Linked DNA regions of Mus musculus: regions 2, 3, 4 and 5 are each linked to region 1. A link is a contact called in public promoter capture Hi-C data. All regions are on one chromosome and are shown on one strand. The core of a region is the stretch at or near the end of the contact, and the rest is flanking DNA. Distances in the headings are between cores, read along the strand shown. Region 1 holds the start of Ndufa4 (Ndufa4, mitochondrial complex associated). Region 2 holds the start of Bmt2 (base methyltransferase of 25S rRNA 2). Region 3 holds the start of 1110019D14Rik (RIKEN cDNA 1110019D14 gene). Region 4 holds the start of Tmem106b (transmembrane protein 106B). Region 5 holds the start of Tmem168 (transmembrane protein 168).

Region 1 (2,700 bases), core at 116-2,615:
ACAGCTGCTCACCACTAAAGTTCTGATTTACTCTTTTTTTTTTATTCTTTTTCACTCATTCACCCATAACCATCCAACTATCAAGTTCTGTTGATACCACAAAATTTTCTCTGATATTTTTGGTGATTTTTTTTCCCCAATCAGTACATTCCTCCCCACCCCCAGGACAACTAAAAATTCTCTCACATGGACAACTACAATAGCCCTTTTATCTACTCCATTCTTCATAGCCAAAGGAATTCTTTTCAACCATATAATCTTATTGGTGAACTTCTGAAAGTCCTGAACATAAAGTCCTTGCATAAGTGGTCCCTGCCTCGGATGTGGCTCCTACTTTGCCTTCCCTTTTAAATGGTAGACTGTGTGCTTCATGCCTTCATGTGAATTGTCTTCCTTATACACCGCCACCTGAAGCCTGTACTGGGCTAATGCTACCTGTTCAGTTTAGCAGTTTCGGCGAAACCCTCTCCTTATTATTTGAAACGTTTTAACATGTGTAGGGAGTCCAAATTGTTGGCTGTGATTCGAAAGTGCCCATTAAACCTGCCCCAAGGAAGAACTTTTGGGTAAAAGTAAATTTGCAAAGAGATAAATGAACATTGACTTAGGATGGTAGAAAAGGTTAAGTTCAGCAACACGGCCAATGAAGATACTTTTAAGGATTCAATATCTGGACCAAAAAGAGATGGTGGCATGTTGCAAAACTTCTTTGGGGGGCGACAACTCTTCAATAGTGCCACGACCTAAGAATCTAGAAATCACATTGTAGAAACTATGGCCAGCTTTAAGTCACTTACTAGTGTTTCAACTTCTGTCCCTAAGCGCCAGTGAAAGTCAGGAAGCAGCTGCAGTCTTAAACCGCAGCCGTTGACCCCGGCGGCTGGAGACTCGACCTGTCCTGCGGGATCTGGGCGCTGAGCCTGCAGAGGCGCCTGGCAGCTCCCTCCGGGGCCCTCCGGGCGGCGCGGCGCGCGCCCCACACGCGCGCCCCCAAGCGCGTCCACGCGCGGCCCTGGCCGGGAGGCGCCGCTAAGGAAGCCGCGCCCGCCGAGCGCACTGCCAGCGGACCGCCGGATGACCCTGGTCTATACGCATGCCGTCCTGAAAAGTGCCTGTCTCACCAGTCGAGACGCTCTGCCTGCTATGCAAAAAATAAAAAAATAAACCTATCAAAAAGATGCATGGTGGAGAACTGATGGATCATGAACTCAAAAATGCGAAGAAGTGGTCGGGACATTTAGGGCAATCGCGCGAGGGCTGACTACCTATTCAGGCACCTTAGAGGACAGCCGCATCCGGGCTTTCCTGCTGCAGGCTGCCCTCAGCGCCAGGGGTCCTTCAGGTAGGAGGTCCTGGGTGACTTTGGACGTCCGCTCAGCCAGGTTGCAGAAGCGGCTTAGCGTGTGTCCTAATCTTCTCTCTGCGTGTAGGTAGGCCTGTGCCGCAAACATGCTCCGCCAGATCCTCGGGCAAGCCAAGAAGCATCCCAGCGTAAGTTCACGGTCTTTGCCAGGGTGGCCTCTTAGCTGTGGTTGCTCCTGCCCGTGTCCCCTGGGGACGTTCTCTTTTCTCTGTTCCTTGGGGTTACATTCTGTTGTTGGGATGACCTGATTGCTTGAAGCCTCTACCTGGGGTGGAGGTGAGGTTGCCTGAAGCAGAAGGTGGCAGAGATCAGGGAGAAAGGTAAACATTCTGAGTGTTGGAACACTGTGGCTCTCAGATTACTTGGTCCCAAGAGGGGTGAGTGGTACGTTGAGTGATTAGAATCCAAGAGAGGCCAAGTTTGTTATGCTGCTCTTTGCGGCTTTTAGAGTCACTGCATTGCACCACCAAACCTTCAGAAGTGCAAGGGATCGTCATCGTGTAATCCCCACTTTGCTTGGAAAACTTGACACTGGCAAAATTGATTTAAGTTTTCTTGACCTGTCACTTTCGTCCAGTATAGCTCGATAGAGGATGCTGTGTACCTAAAACTCCCACTGATGGGCCTTCATCTTTGCCTTAAGCCTGGTTTTCTAAATACTCAGCAAAATTAACTGCAGTCTGTTTTCAGAGTTCATTCCTAAAACTAGTGCTTTTAATAGGCATTTCTGTCCGCTAGTTATGCTCTTTATTTCACAGAGATTATGTTCACAGAACTTTTGGTTTTTCGAGACAGGGTTTCTCTGTATAGCCCTGGCTGTCCTGGAACTCATTCTGTGGACCAGGCTGGCCTCAAACTCAGAAATCTGCCTGCCTCTGCTTCCCAGTTGCTGGATCAAAGGTGTACGCCACATTGCCTGGCTCACAGAACTTTTAAGGGCCACTTTTCAGTAGTTCCCGAAGAGATTCCGCTCCCAGCCTACCAGGGAAGTATATCTCGTTACTTCCAGGGAAGCAATGAAATTTAATGGGAATGCTGTTCAAGACTTACAGAGGTGAATGTACTTGATAGGATTATTTGTTCATATAATTTAATCCATGTAAGGAAGTTGGACTCTTAAGCCAACACCATCCTGATGTCTTTTTACAGAGATCATGCCTTTAGAATACAATTGAAAGAAACACTGCTTCAATCCAAGTTCAACCGTTATTCCCATTGTAGGACAAATTAGCCAAATAGCAGATTTAGAGGTTGGCTTATATAGAAAGGAACCAGTGTGCCCTTATTTGGACAAGATCAAGGGATGTGATGATGGCTACTCTTCTTTGTCTATTTGT
Region 2 (2,700 bases), core at 89-2,588, 1.8 Mb before region 1:
ATGGACATTAACTGTGTAACAGGCATTTGTGATGTGAGAGAGCCTGGAGGCCAGCATGCACTTCGCTATGCTGTTAGGTTCCACAGATAACAAATTATCCCTTCTGAGAATGGTAAAAGAAATGGCTCCCTTTAGCAGAAAGGAATCAGCTTCAACAATTCCTGAGGAATGTGGCTTTTTGTCTAACCCCCAGAATTTGTGGAAACAGCGTTTCCTTTGGACCCAACAGTGACATAAAGAGAATGTTACTAATATTACCAAGACATTGATCTGAAAGTTTCAATGCAACAATGTCTATACAATGTCTATACAATGTGATGTAACCAATAGCTGTAAAGTGCACAATCAGATACAAGTCATTCCCAGGTCTGCCTGATGCACTACCAGCAGCCTAGGTAAGTACTAGTACAGAGCGAATGCAGTCTCTTTTTGGAGATTGGGCTTCCATCTTTCTTAAACAAGTCGGCAATCACATACCCTTAATAGTGTTACACACAAATGAAAGAAGTTGGAAAGGGGGAGCCATTTACTGAATTTTGCATGGACTAGTGGACTAACTGTCCAAAATATGAGAGACCACCTGAGCAGACTTTTCTGTGGGTTCTGAGATGACCTACAATCAATGCAAGTTTTCCAGTAACCCATTCTTATGGTCATTACAGAAGTTCTACAGGGAGACAATATGGCCTTTTGGTGTTTTAACTTGTCCCACACCTCCTACTATTTTTTTTTTTTTTTATCTTTCTTTCCCGCAATTCATTGTCTTTCGTGTAGCAGCAGTATGCCAAGCATTAACCTGGGTTAGCTAAGAGAATTACATCGGGATTTGGTAGTTTGACCTCTCCTTGACCCCGATGAAGGCTTTCAAGTTTGGACTCCTTGAAATGTAAAACCCTGCGTAGCAGCCAAGTCTTCAAAGGGTATTTAGCTGAAGGGAATTGTAGAGGTGCAACAGGGTGCAGAGGGAACTCAGGTGGACGACCGCGTCCTGTGGCAGCATCACCCAAACTCCCAGCGGCCTAGGAAGTTGGGAGACGTGCCAAAGCTGGACCATACAATGAAGCTCAAACTAGGCAAATAACTCTGGGGCGCAAGCGCACCCCATACCACAGGCCTCCTCCCCTAGGCAGCCCCGGCTCCTCCGCACAGCATCCGGGGCGTGGCCTGGCGAGGAGCCCAGTGCTTTCTCCGCCTCCTTCAGCTGCTCCTTCCCAAACAACCCGGTGCGCCGCCGCTGCCCTTTGCCCATTGGTCCGCGGCCCTTTCCATTTCCACCCAGCCCTCCGCAGTTCACCAATCACCTTGCGCTATTGGGAAGACACCGCCCCCGAGGCCTTAGCTGTGGCTCCTCGGCCTCCTCCGGTTGCTGCCTCTGCTGCTGCCTCCTCTTCCCCACCTCCTCCGTCCGGGGAGAGACCGCGGGGCCCGAGGGGCGGCGGCGGCAGCGGCAGCGGCGGCGGCGGCAGCGCTATGGAGCCGGGGCCGGGTGGCCGAGGCGCAGCGCGCGGACAGCGGCCCCCGAACGCCGCGCAGCCCCGGGAGCAGGAGCGGAAGCTGGAGCAGGAGAAGCTGTCCGGGGTGGTGAAGAGCGTTCATCGGCGGCTCCGCAAGAAGTACCGCGAAGGTAAACAGGCATCGGGGGAGGGGAGGCGCGTCCCCCGGCTGGGTCAGCTCTTTTCAGCCCCACAGGCCACCATTGACACACACGGGGGCGGCACGTCTGCCCAGGCCGCGATCGGCCGGCCGGCCTCCTGCGGTCGGCTCCCGGAGCCCTAATGGGCAGTCGCCACCCGCCTAGGCCCTGTCCCCAGCGGTGGGCTGAGACCACTGTCACCGAGCCGCCGCTCAGAGGGAGGGAGGGGCTTTCAGGTAAGACCCGAAGAGGGGTGGGGGTGGGGGTGACTCCACCGAGAGACTGGCAGGAGCGAAGCTGCCCCTCGCTCTTCTGCGCTGGACCAGCCTGTTGTTCAGCCCGCTTGGCAACAGCCCCTCTTCCTCTTCGCTCCTTGGCAAGGCCGTGCCGAGGCCTCCCCTGCCTGGGCATCCAGGGCTGCGAAGTCAGCAGGCCCAGCGGAGGATCTCAAGGTGCTTCGCCTGCCGTGTTTCACTGGGGAGAGGGTGGCAGGTAGCTCCCCTCCACCGCAGCTCCATCTTCAAGTTTGTGGAGACAGTCCAGGAAGAGATCTGGGGCAGGTTCTTAAGAGACTGTGCAGGTTTGAAGAGTCTCTAAGCACAGAGACTCTGAAAGATGCCGGTGCCTTCGAAGCTGGCCAGAGGTGCAGACCCCGCTCTTCCATGGGGGCAGCTTTTCGTCTGGCGCATATGCCGGAACAGTGTCTATAGTTGAATTTTATGAATTATCCTGGCATTTTGTAAATGGGGGCTCTCAAACAAAGCAACTTTATAAGATTCGGAAGGTGACACTTTGCATTATTCTTCATGTGTTCAGGAAAAAAATTCTCATAAAGTGTTAAAATGGGCTACTTTCAGCAGATTTTTCTTTAGCTTAATTGCAAAATGAAAACTCAGCAGCGTTCTAATGTCAGTCTTTTAACTAGTTAATAATTTAGGTTAAAAGAGAAATTATGACAGTGAAGGAACAAAGACTTGTGAGATCATGTCACTTTTCAGTTATGCACACTTTTCAATTACTCTGAAAGTTCAGTCAAGTCTATCTTCCTTTGAGTGTCGTTGATGCAT
Region 3 (2,700 bases), core at 84-2,583, 2.0 Mb before region 1:
TTTACAGATAGACCAAGTCATTAGTTAATTTCTAACTACAATAATTGAAAAGATGAACATTTTTACCATGCATAGACTCTGCAAACTTAAAGCTTAAGCAAGACACTTTACAGACTCAGGAACAGAAAAGTGTACAAGCACTAACTTTAGTCTGCAGACTTCCACTAGCTGAAACAAATACATAAGGAAAAATAAAACCTCCCAAATGAAAACACTGGAATGTAGGAGGATATTTTGGAAGTCATAAAAGCAAGAGGTCCTATTCCAAAACTAATTGATAGGAAAGATACAAAGCCAAAAGCAACATAAGACAAGTGCAATTAGAGTGAATTTGTTAAAATAATTAACTTTAGAAAAACAACACTGTCAATCTATCAGACACAACTTGCTTTAATGTGTTCACCACCTCTGTGAAGCTCCTGTAAAATCTTGGCACATTTATTTCATCAAATTATTGTTCCTAGCTAATGTCGCTGAAGTTCCTGCCAAACGTCTTTTGGGAAGCAGAAGTATAAATCATTACCGTCAGAGAGATACAACTGTGTTTAAAAGGAGAACCAACAACACAAGAATACAAGCTGATTATAGACACTCAACTGAGTGTGCCCACAGTATTCGCATGATTTTTATCAGGACAAGTCCGGGCACCTCTAACTCAGCACCGTGAGTAACTTACAATGAGAAGATGACAAATTGTCAGTAAGTATGAAAGTGCTCGGGCCAGAAGGAACATTTAGTATGGATATCCCAGGTAACAAGACTTCAAGAACTTTTCAAAGTTAATGCTTACAGATGCATGTGAATAATACTTATAATGGTTTTGAGTACTAAACTTGGCATCTTAAAATATTGGGAGGCTGTGGAGAGTGAACATTCTGAAAAAGACAAGAATTCGAATCGGAAAAGATCTGTGTATAGGGCTGAAACCATATTTTCTAAACCTGATTTGCACCACAAATGATTCAATATTTTCCAAACTTTCTGATTAAATGTGCTTATTTTCCCCGTTAGTTTTAAAAAATTAGCAAATGTCATTAGGCACATTTGGAAAATGATAACGGGGATTTTCTGCTGCAGAAATGTTGGAAGGCCCCAGGTTTGAAACATTCCCAAACAGATGGCTTCCCTCAGCTACCCTCTCCCACGGTTACTTCCTTATTTCAGAGTACTAACAAGACATATTCATGCGGCTAGAATTCCTTTACAGGGCAGAAAACACGTATTGTTGTTTCGTTAGTCCTACGAATTCACTAAACCTTTTCTTGAACACTCACCCTCTCTTTAACAGTAAAACCAGAGGGCAAACTTGTGAAACCCGAACAACAAGCAGCCTGTGGTCTATCCCTCAGTCAGGGATCCCAGAGCGCGCTGTGCATGACGGGAGTAGGCAGCAGGGCTTGTGGGAAATGTAGTCTGGCGACACCGCCCTGCTCTCCATTCCTGTAATGGCTGCTTTCGGTCCGGTAAGGTACAAACTCCGCTCCCGGGGATTCCAGGATTGATTCTCCTAGTGTACTTGCACAACCCAACAAATTTGCACCCTCCCAGGGCGAAGGAATTCCAGATCTTTATGTTAGATCTTGGGATGAATTTGCTTCTCGGCTTGGTTTCATTTAGCAATCTGTGTGTGAGAACTAACTTTAAATCTAGTAGTCTCTTTTTGAAGGAACTGTTAGGGAGTGTTTTCTGTACTCGTTACCAATTTCTGTCCTTGCTGTTCGTTTCTCACTGACTCTAGCTTCCTCTTTAAAATAGGCTGTGTCACGAGTAACCTCTTAGCCTCAGCATCCGGAAGTTCCAAAGAGAATATTTCACGTTGGGTAGAATTACTTATACCCTTGTTTCGGTAAGTCTTATTAATTCCTTACAACTTCACAGAGTCACGTGTTGTGTTGAATTTTCTAGATAAGAGACATGCTAATAAAATGTGACTTTTACCTGTTAGGGTATTTTATTTGGCAAGTATCTTATGCATTTTTCCCTCTCTTTTCTAATGATAACCTAAAATGACTGTCTTTAGTTTTGTCATCTTAAACTGACATCTGAAATGATTCACAAATTCCAGTCTAAAAGATTGTTTTATATTAATATTGTCATTCAAAAAAAAAAAAATAAGGCTTTTTTTTTTAACAGTTTCTTTTGTTCGGTGTTTAACTTCTAGGCAAGTTCAGCCCTCCAGATCCTAGCATCATGAATTCAGTTTCAACGCAATTGATCTTAGTCCTCGCTTCGCTGCTTTTGATCCTGCCTGTTGTTGAAGCAGTGGAAGCTGGAGACGCGATTGCACTCTTATTAGGTGTGGTTCTCAGCATTACCGGCATCTGTGCTTGCTTGGGGATATACGCAAGAAAGCGAAATGGACAGATGTGACTCTGAAGGACTCTTCTGAATTAGACTGCACCCTGACCAGTGTGCTGAAAACCATTGTTCTGTTGAGGCCGACCCCAAGATTTGATCTCTCCCGTTCTCAGCAAGAGGGTTACAGTTAGCTGAGAGTTAACACTCTCAGTTAAGAGATGCTTTCACGTTCATACTTGTTTCTTCTACAATGGGGGCAGATGGGAGTGGAGGGCAGATGGGAGTGGAGGGCGGCTCTTAACAACAAAGAGTGCACTAATAATGTGGCCCATAACTTGTATTTGCTGCTTGGGAAGGGGCCAAAGTGAGAGGGCTTAAGTTTGCAAAAGTATTATTTCATAC
Region 4 (2,700 bases), core at 194-2,693, 1.2 Mb before region 1:
AAATAATAGAAAAAGCAAACAAAAATTTTAAATGGTACAATTCCATTCTCCCTGCGGTTATCCATCACTTATCAGATTCAAAATACGAACTACACAATCACAGATACTACTTTTAATTTAATATTTTTCATTAAAAAATAAAATGATACTAAGTGATTCAGGTCACCCCAGATGAAGGAAATTCATATCTGCTTTTCAAAATCTGAATGCTACTTGTTGAATTCACTCACTGTGTAGACAGCAATATTAAATTTAAAAACTTGAGTCATATAGAAAAGGAGTAAAAAAAAATGAATAAATATACTTTCAGAAGTTCTGTGTACACACTGTGTACCATAGCTCAGAAATATCAGTGATTGTGACTTACACACACACAGTATCTTACTGTGGCTCAATGACAGCGAGTCAGAGCCAAGCCAACACTTGGCAGCCACAGGTGCACAGGGGTGAATTGTAATCAGTACCGGCTCCTTACACTGTGACCTTGGAAGCTTTGGAGTACACAGGGTGGTTTAGAATCAGCTGACACTAGACAACACGTGGTGTCATCACAGGGGTGAAAACTGTGTCCCACAAATGGGAGCCTTTATGGCAAAAGGCTAGGGACAGCTAAGTGGTTCTGGTCTCCGCTGGCTGCCTTACTCAGACCCACAGTAACCTTGACATATTCTGCTGAAGGTGGGTTTGGGTACACACCAGATTAAGCAGTCACTTGAATCCTAGCCTTCTTGCTTAGCTTTTCTTGAGGCTATTGACAAGTGTAACCCCTGTCATTTTGGAAACTTACTTGAGGTTTTTAAAGGGAGTGGTAGATCCCCTTCGTCTCCTCCCCGGGCTCTCAATGTTTATACCGCGGTCTTGTGAACTCAACACGGTTCTCAGATGCTCTAGAAACTGGGAAAAAGATAAATTCAGCAGCGCATGCAACTGAGATGTGTCACCTGTTTGTGTGCAGACCTGGGGTTAGTTCTGAGGGGCTCAAGGGAGACGGAAACGAGCGCTTTTCAAAGGGCATCACAGGCAAACAAACCCCCGGAAGAAATCAACATCCGAGTCACCTTGCAACTACAACTGTCAAGCCCCAGAGCTACTCGGCCGCTCAGATCAAGGGCCCTGGCGCCGCCCGAGCCACCCCGGGAGCGAAGCCAAGGCCCCCGCGGTGACAACCCCGCACCCGGCTCGCCGCGGCCTCCCTCACCGCTCGGGCAGGGGACGTGGGCCCCACGGCCCGGGTCGCTCACCCGCACGCGGAGTGCTGCGCGGTCCCGGGATGCTCCGGTGCGTGCGGGCCGCAGGACAGGGTCACAGCGTCCCGGTCCCGGGGCCGGGCCGAGCGCCGGTAGAGTGCAGCCGGGAGAGCTGCGGGGGAGGGGTAGCACAACAACTGCATCAGCTGAGCTCCGTACCGGGAGAGCCTGCGCGTGCGCTTGCGCAGTTCGCCCCAGGAAGGAGGGGCTAGGCCCTGGAATGGACACTACGCATGCGCACTGTCACCGGTTTGAAGGGAAGTTGCCAGGGTGAAAGCTTCTGGTTTTGTCACCTGTCTCTTCTCTAGACTGGAAAGTTTCAAAATAGTACTAATTGCGCCTGGCTTACGAATAATCGGTTTTCCCTTTTCCCCTCCACCAGGCTGATTCCTTTTGTAAAGGGGAGGAATGTGCACCGTCGCAATTTTGAGCGATCGTGTTCTCAAGTCTAGATTTGCAGACACAAAACTTCCTTCCTGGGGTTAGAATGAGCCGGTTGGTGCACATTTCTGGCAGAGTTGCAGGCCAGAATTTTGTTATTGAGTTTTCATTTAGAAATTAATGTCACCGGGAAGACGCACCCCCGCCCCCGCCTTGGTTTAATCTTGTTTTGATTTTGTACTTAAATTCACATTATTCAGTGCATGCAATAAGAGTTGTACCCCAAAGCTCATGACCAAGTGAGTTGTTAAAGGAGTGTCCCAATCCATGCACCTCATTGTCCAGTCATAATTTACAGTGAGTTGAGGCTACAGTGGCTCATTTTAGTGGCTCGCCAGTGTTATAGTCAAAGGTTGTTATGACCTCTTTTCTGTCTTCCTGATAATCAAGATGTATTAAGTGGCTCATAAGATTCCTGGATGGGATTATAATAAGATAAAATTGAAAGCAAGAACAGATGCGGTTGCTAAAGGAGTTTAATAGCTTCCCTATAAATGGGGTTTCTGGTGAAATTCCTAGAAAATTAACAGAGTTATAACTGGGAAGTAAGCATCTCTTAATTGTGTTTTTTTTTTTTTTTCTTTTTCTTTTTTTTTTTTTTTTTTTTCCTTCTCTACTGGAAAAAAGCAACTGCACTGGGCGAGGAGCTCCCAATTTTGTCCCGCTCTTCTAAACTGCCTTGTATGTATTTGGAAAGTATTTTGATTTATGACCATCTTCTATGTATATAAAAGTTTCATGAAATTGTTATCACATTGGGACATTGGTATTTGGAATAGCCCAAGTCTTTGTTTTCAGGTCATGGTTCCTCATATTGGCTTTAGAATAAACTCTTTGTCCTTTTGAGGTGAGAGCTGTGTATTTTCCATCTACATAAGCAGGATGTTTTAAGACTATTTAAAACATTCACCTCCTTAGGTCCGGCAATTTCACTCTGTGAGATTCATCCTAAATTATAATGAGAATTCTAAAGTAAAGTTGTGTGCAGTGTGTAACCAGTTTCTTAGGATTT
Region 5 (2,700 bases), core at 157-2,656, 1.7 Mb before region 1:
ACTGGAGGTGAAAAACACACAATTTGTTTCTATATGAGGATGTTCCTCTGTCCGCCCCCCCCCCCCCCCTTGCTCCATCATGCAAGCTAGGTAAGCATGCTACCACTGAGATAACACCCACATGCCCTATTTAAGGATTTGGAGGTTTATCTGAAAGGATAAGCCATTTAAAGGTTGTAAGGCATTTTTAAAACACACATTCTCCCTCAATCCACAGAAGAAACTTTGTCGGATAGATGTTATCAGTGTTTGTTTACACATGAGCGGGCTAGGGGTTTGAAATGGTTTGACCTATATGAGGGGCTGCAAGCAGCAGGAAATGGAATCAGAAGGCAGGCAGGGACTTTTTGGTGGAAATGTTTTTTTTTGGGAAAGGAAAGGGGTTTTCTTGCTTTTTGCCTGGCCGTATTCTATTCAGGCTTCGTTCAGAACTTGTTTTTCAGGCCCAACTGTGCATTCCCTAGTAAAATCTAGTTTTTAACTAAGAACGCCATGAAGTCAGTTTAGCTTTCTATCTTTCTTATCTTCCTGTTTTCAAGGTAACAAGTACCTTTGTTGTGTTAGCAACAATGTTGTTATGCTTCCAAGTCATTGTCCCCCTTAAAGCTAATGTGATTCCCCATTTGCTCAAGCATCCCTACCGCATCCTAATCGTTAAAGTCCCACTTTTACAAGCTCTCTATTGAACTGGAACCATTATCTCCTCTCCATTGCAAGATGGATTTATAGCGGTCCGTACGCGAACGAGACTGTCTTAAAGCCCTCCTTAACAACGTGTTCTTACAGGTATTGAATATCTTTTAAATTCATTTTGTACATGGAGGGACACACTGTTTCCCTGTATATTCACAGTCCTGTGAGAAAGGTTTTGTTACCATTTCACAGATGGAGAAACCAATTTCAACCCCTGAGACTGCTGCTCCGCAGCACCTGTGAAATGCGGCGCTCACGTGTGTACAACTATGTTAATTTAAGTGCCATCAGAATGCAGATTAAAATCATCTGTGGTGTTTGAAGGTGCGCTTAGGGCCAAGGAAAGCTAGCTAGGGCTGTAGAATAAAGATGTTCAGGATTGGGGATTAATGGCGGACTTAATTAGAAAAGCAGGCTGGGGCAAGGAGAGACAGGTTTTGAAGGTTTGGTCAGCATATGCAAAGCCATATATTATACCACCTATATGAAAGAGCAGCAACGCCTTCTACATAGATTTATAGTCCACTTGCAATTATCCCACTCTAGCTGGCTCAGTTTCGGTCCAACTCTAAGCGGTGACCTCGCTGCTTTGGGGCCTGATCATCCGTGGTCTTCCCTGCTTTTGCTGCTAATCCCGGGTGGGAGTTAAACAGGCCCAGGGTGGGGCAGCGCAGCGAGCACCTGCCTCCCCAGGCTCGCCGCTGGGCGTGGAGAGCGGCTAGGAGGCCGGGCCAGGGAAGGAAGCGCGCGGCGCGCCTTGTCCCTGACGGCGATCCGTAGCGCTGGGAGTCAGCGGCGGAAACATGGCGGCCGTGTCGGTCCTAGCGAAAGTTTCTACCGAGGCCTTGCGGTGCTAGTGCGGGAGGCCTCGGGCTCACGTCCCCACATCACCTCCGCGTTCTGGCTCGGAGGCTCCGCGCCCTTTGGCTCTGCGAGCTTCGCAGCGGAAAGAGCGAGGCTCGCTGGCGACCGCTGACTCGGGTAAGGGGCATCCGGGAGCCGAGGGGCGGCGGAGGGCTGGGGCGCCGCCCAGGGTCCGGCTGAGCCGGCCAGGCCCCGCCCCGTCGGCCTCCTGGTGGGATCGATGCTCGGGGGCTGGCGACCGCCAAGGGAGGGCGTGCCTCGGTGTCCCGCCTCACCCTGACCCGGGAGTCGCGTGGTGTCGCCTCGTCCCAGAGCTAAGGGGTAGCGGAACAGCCAGGGTCCCGAGCCCACTTCTCCATCTCTCGCTAGATCGAGCCCTAACGGGAGAGAAGTTACCATAGCTGCTCAAAAAGGAGAGTCCGAGTTGCCATTCTTCTAGTTAAGAGGTGGGCCGAAAGAGTTATTAGCAGGAACTCAGAGAAACTAGGCTGCAGGTCTCCAACTCCTGACGGCTCAGTGTTGTTCTTTCAGGTTTGGACATTTCCCCTACGAGGAACAGACATAGATTTCCACTGAAGGATTATGAAAGCGATACATTGTGTCTTGAAGTCCATTGTCTTAGGACACCATGAGGGCACTTTTCTGTTTTGGAAGAAATTTGGTGAATTAAGTGAAGGTTGGAGTAAAGCCAAGAGCAGACAAGCCAATGATTCCTGGACTCTCACTTAAGTACTAGTGCTAGCTGTGGCTTATTAGAAAGTGGTTTATTTTATCTGCATTTCTTAAGTAGTTTTTTCTATTATTAGTCAGTCTCCTCTCCCCGCCCCCCCCCCTTCGGAATTGAATGTTAACTTGATTACAGACTGCTGGATACTGAGCGTGCATTGTGGAAGACAGATCTCCCCAGAGACTTTGTGACCTGTGAAGAATGCAGACATTAAACAAATGGTGAAGAAAAGAGTAGTTTTACTTTTCCATTTCAGAGAGAGTGATCCGAGAGGCGATTCTCCTACGAAAAGAATTGTAAGCCCACACCTGAATGAAGGGTTTGACAGATAAAGGGCAGATAGGGCTAGGAGGAGGAAAAGGAATATGTCCAGAGAGGGCACGCCATTTCTGTAGTTCATAATTGAAGTGTAGTTG

The links. Promoter capture Hi-C pulls out the DNA fragments that hold promoters and counts their contacts. Capture Hi-C pulls out chosen DNA fragments and counts their contacts.
Region 2: a contact with region 1 is called in a promoter capture Hi-C map of adipose tissue, with 4 times the contacts expected there. The contact joins the promoter of Bmt2 here to the promoter of Ndufa4 in region 1. A contact is called at or near these places in 1 of 115 datasets of contacts at active chromatin or transcription factors (pro-B cells) and 2 of 9 other capture datasets (adipose tissue and liver).
Region 3: a promoter capture Hi-C map of liver shows a contact between it and region 1, with 2.3 times the contacts expected there. The contact joins the promoter of 1110019D14Rik here to the promoter of Ndufa4 in region 1. A contact is called at or near these places in 4 of 39 promoter capture datasets (embryonic stem cells, liver and pre-B cells) and 2 of 9 other capture datasets (adipose tissue and liver).
Region 4: a contact with region 1 is called in a promoter capture Hi-C map of pre-B cells. The contact joins the promoter of Tmem106b here to the promoter of Ndufa4 in region 1. A contact is called at or near these places in 8 of 39 promoter capture datasets (the 3T3-L1 cell line, the C10 cell line, cranial neural crest and 4 more), 2 of 484 Hi-C or Micro-C datasets (B cells and embryonic stem cells), 3 of 115 datasets of contacts at active chromatin or transcription factors (astrocytes, embryonic stem cells and thymic regulatory T cells) and 4 of 9 other capture datasets (embryonic stem cells, liver, macrophages and 1 more).
Region 5: a promoter capture Hi-C map of liver shows a contact between it and region 1, with 6 times the contacts expected there. The contact joins the promoter of Tmem168 here to the promoter of Ndufa4 in region 1. A contact is called at or near these places in 2 of 39 promoter capture datasets (liver and pre-B cells), 2 of 115 datasets of contacts at active chromatin or transcription factors (astrocytes and stem cell-derived neural progenitor cells) and 2 of 9 other capture datasets (adipose tissue and liver).

What each region holds. Positions count from the first base shown.
Region 1 is chr6:11,906,115-11,908,814 of GRCm38.p6, reverse strand. Ndufa4 (Ndufa4, mitochondrial complex associated) reads left to right here and starts at 1,365. Exons shown (of 4, transcript NM_010886.3): 1 at 1,365-1,491. The coding sequence starts at 1,450. It also overlaps a transcript of Phf14 not described here.
Region 2 is chr6:13,676,604-13,679,303 of GRCm38.p6, reverse strand. Bmt2 (base methyltransferase of 25S rRNA 2) reads left to right here and starts at 1,338. Exons shown (of 5, transcript NM_175312.4): 1 at 1,338-1,624. The coding sequence starts at 1,471.
Region 3 is chr6:13,870,202-13,872,901 of GRCm38.p6, reverse strand. It overlaps 1110019D14Rik (RIKEN cDNA 1110019D14 gene), which reads right to left and starts at 1,333. Exons shown (of 3, transcript NR_045995.1): 1 at 1,275-1,333. 2610001J05Rik (RIKEN cDNA 2610001J05 gene) reads left to right here and starts at 1,384. Exons shown (of 3, transcript NM_001352887.1): 1 at 1,384-1,463; 2 at 1,756-1,846; 3 at 2,162-2,700. The coding sequence starts at 2,191. The coding sequence ends at 2,370.
Region 4 is chr6:13,068,502-13,071,201 of GRCm38.p6, reverse strand. Tmem106b (transmembrane protein 106B) reads right to left here and starts at 1,443. Exons shown (of 9, transcript NM_027992.3): 1 at 1,242-1,443; 2 at 788-894.
Region 5 is chr6:13,606,804-13,609,503 of GRCm38.p6, reverse strand. Tmem168 (transmembrane protein 168) reads left to right here and starts at 1,406. Exons shown (of 5, transcript NM_028990.5): 1 at 1,406-1,674.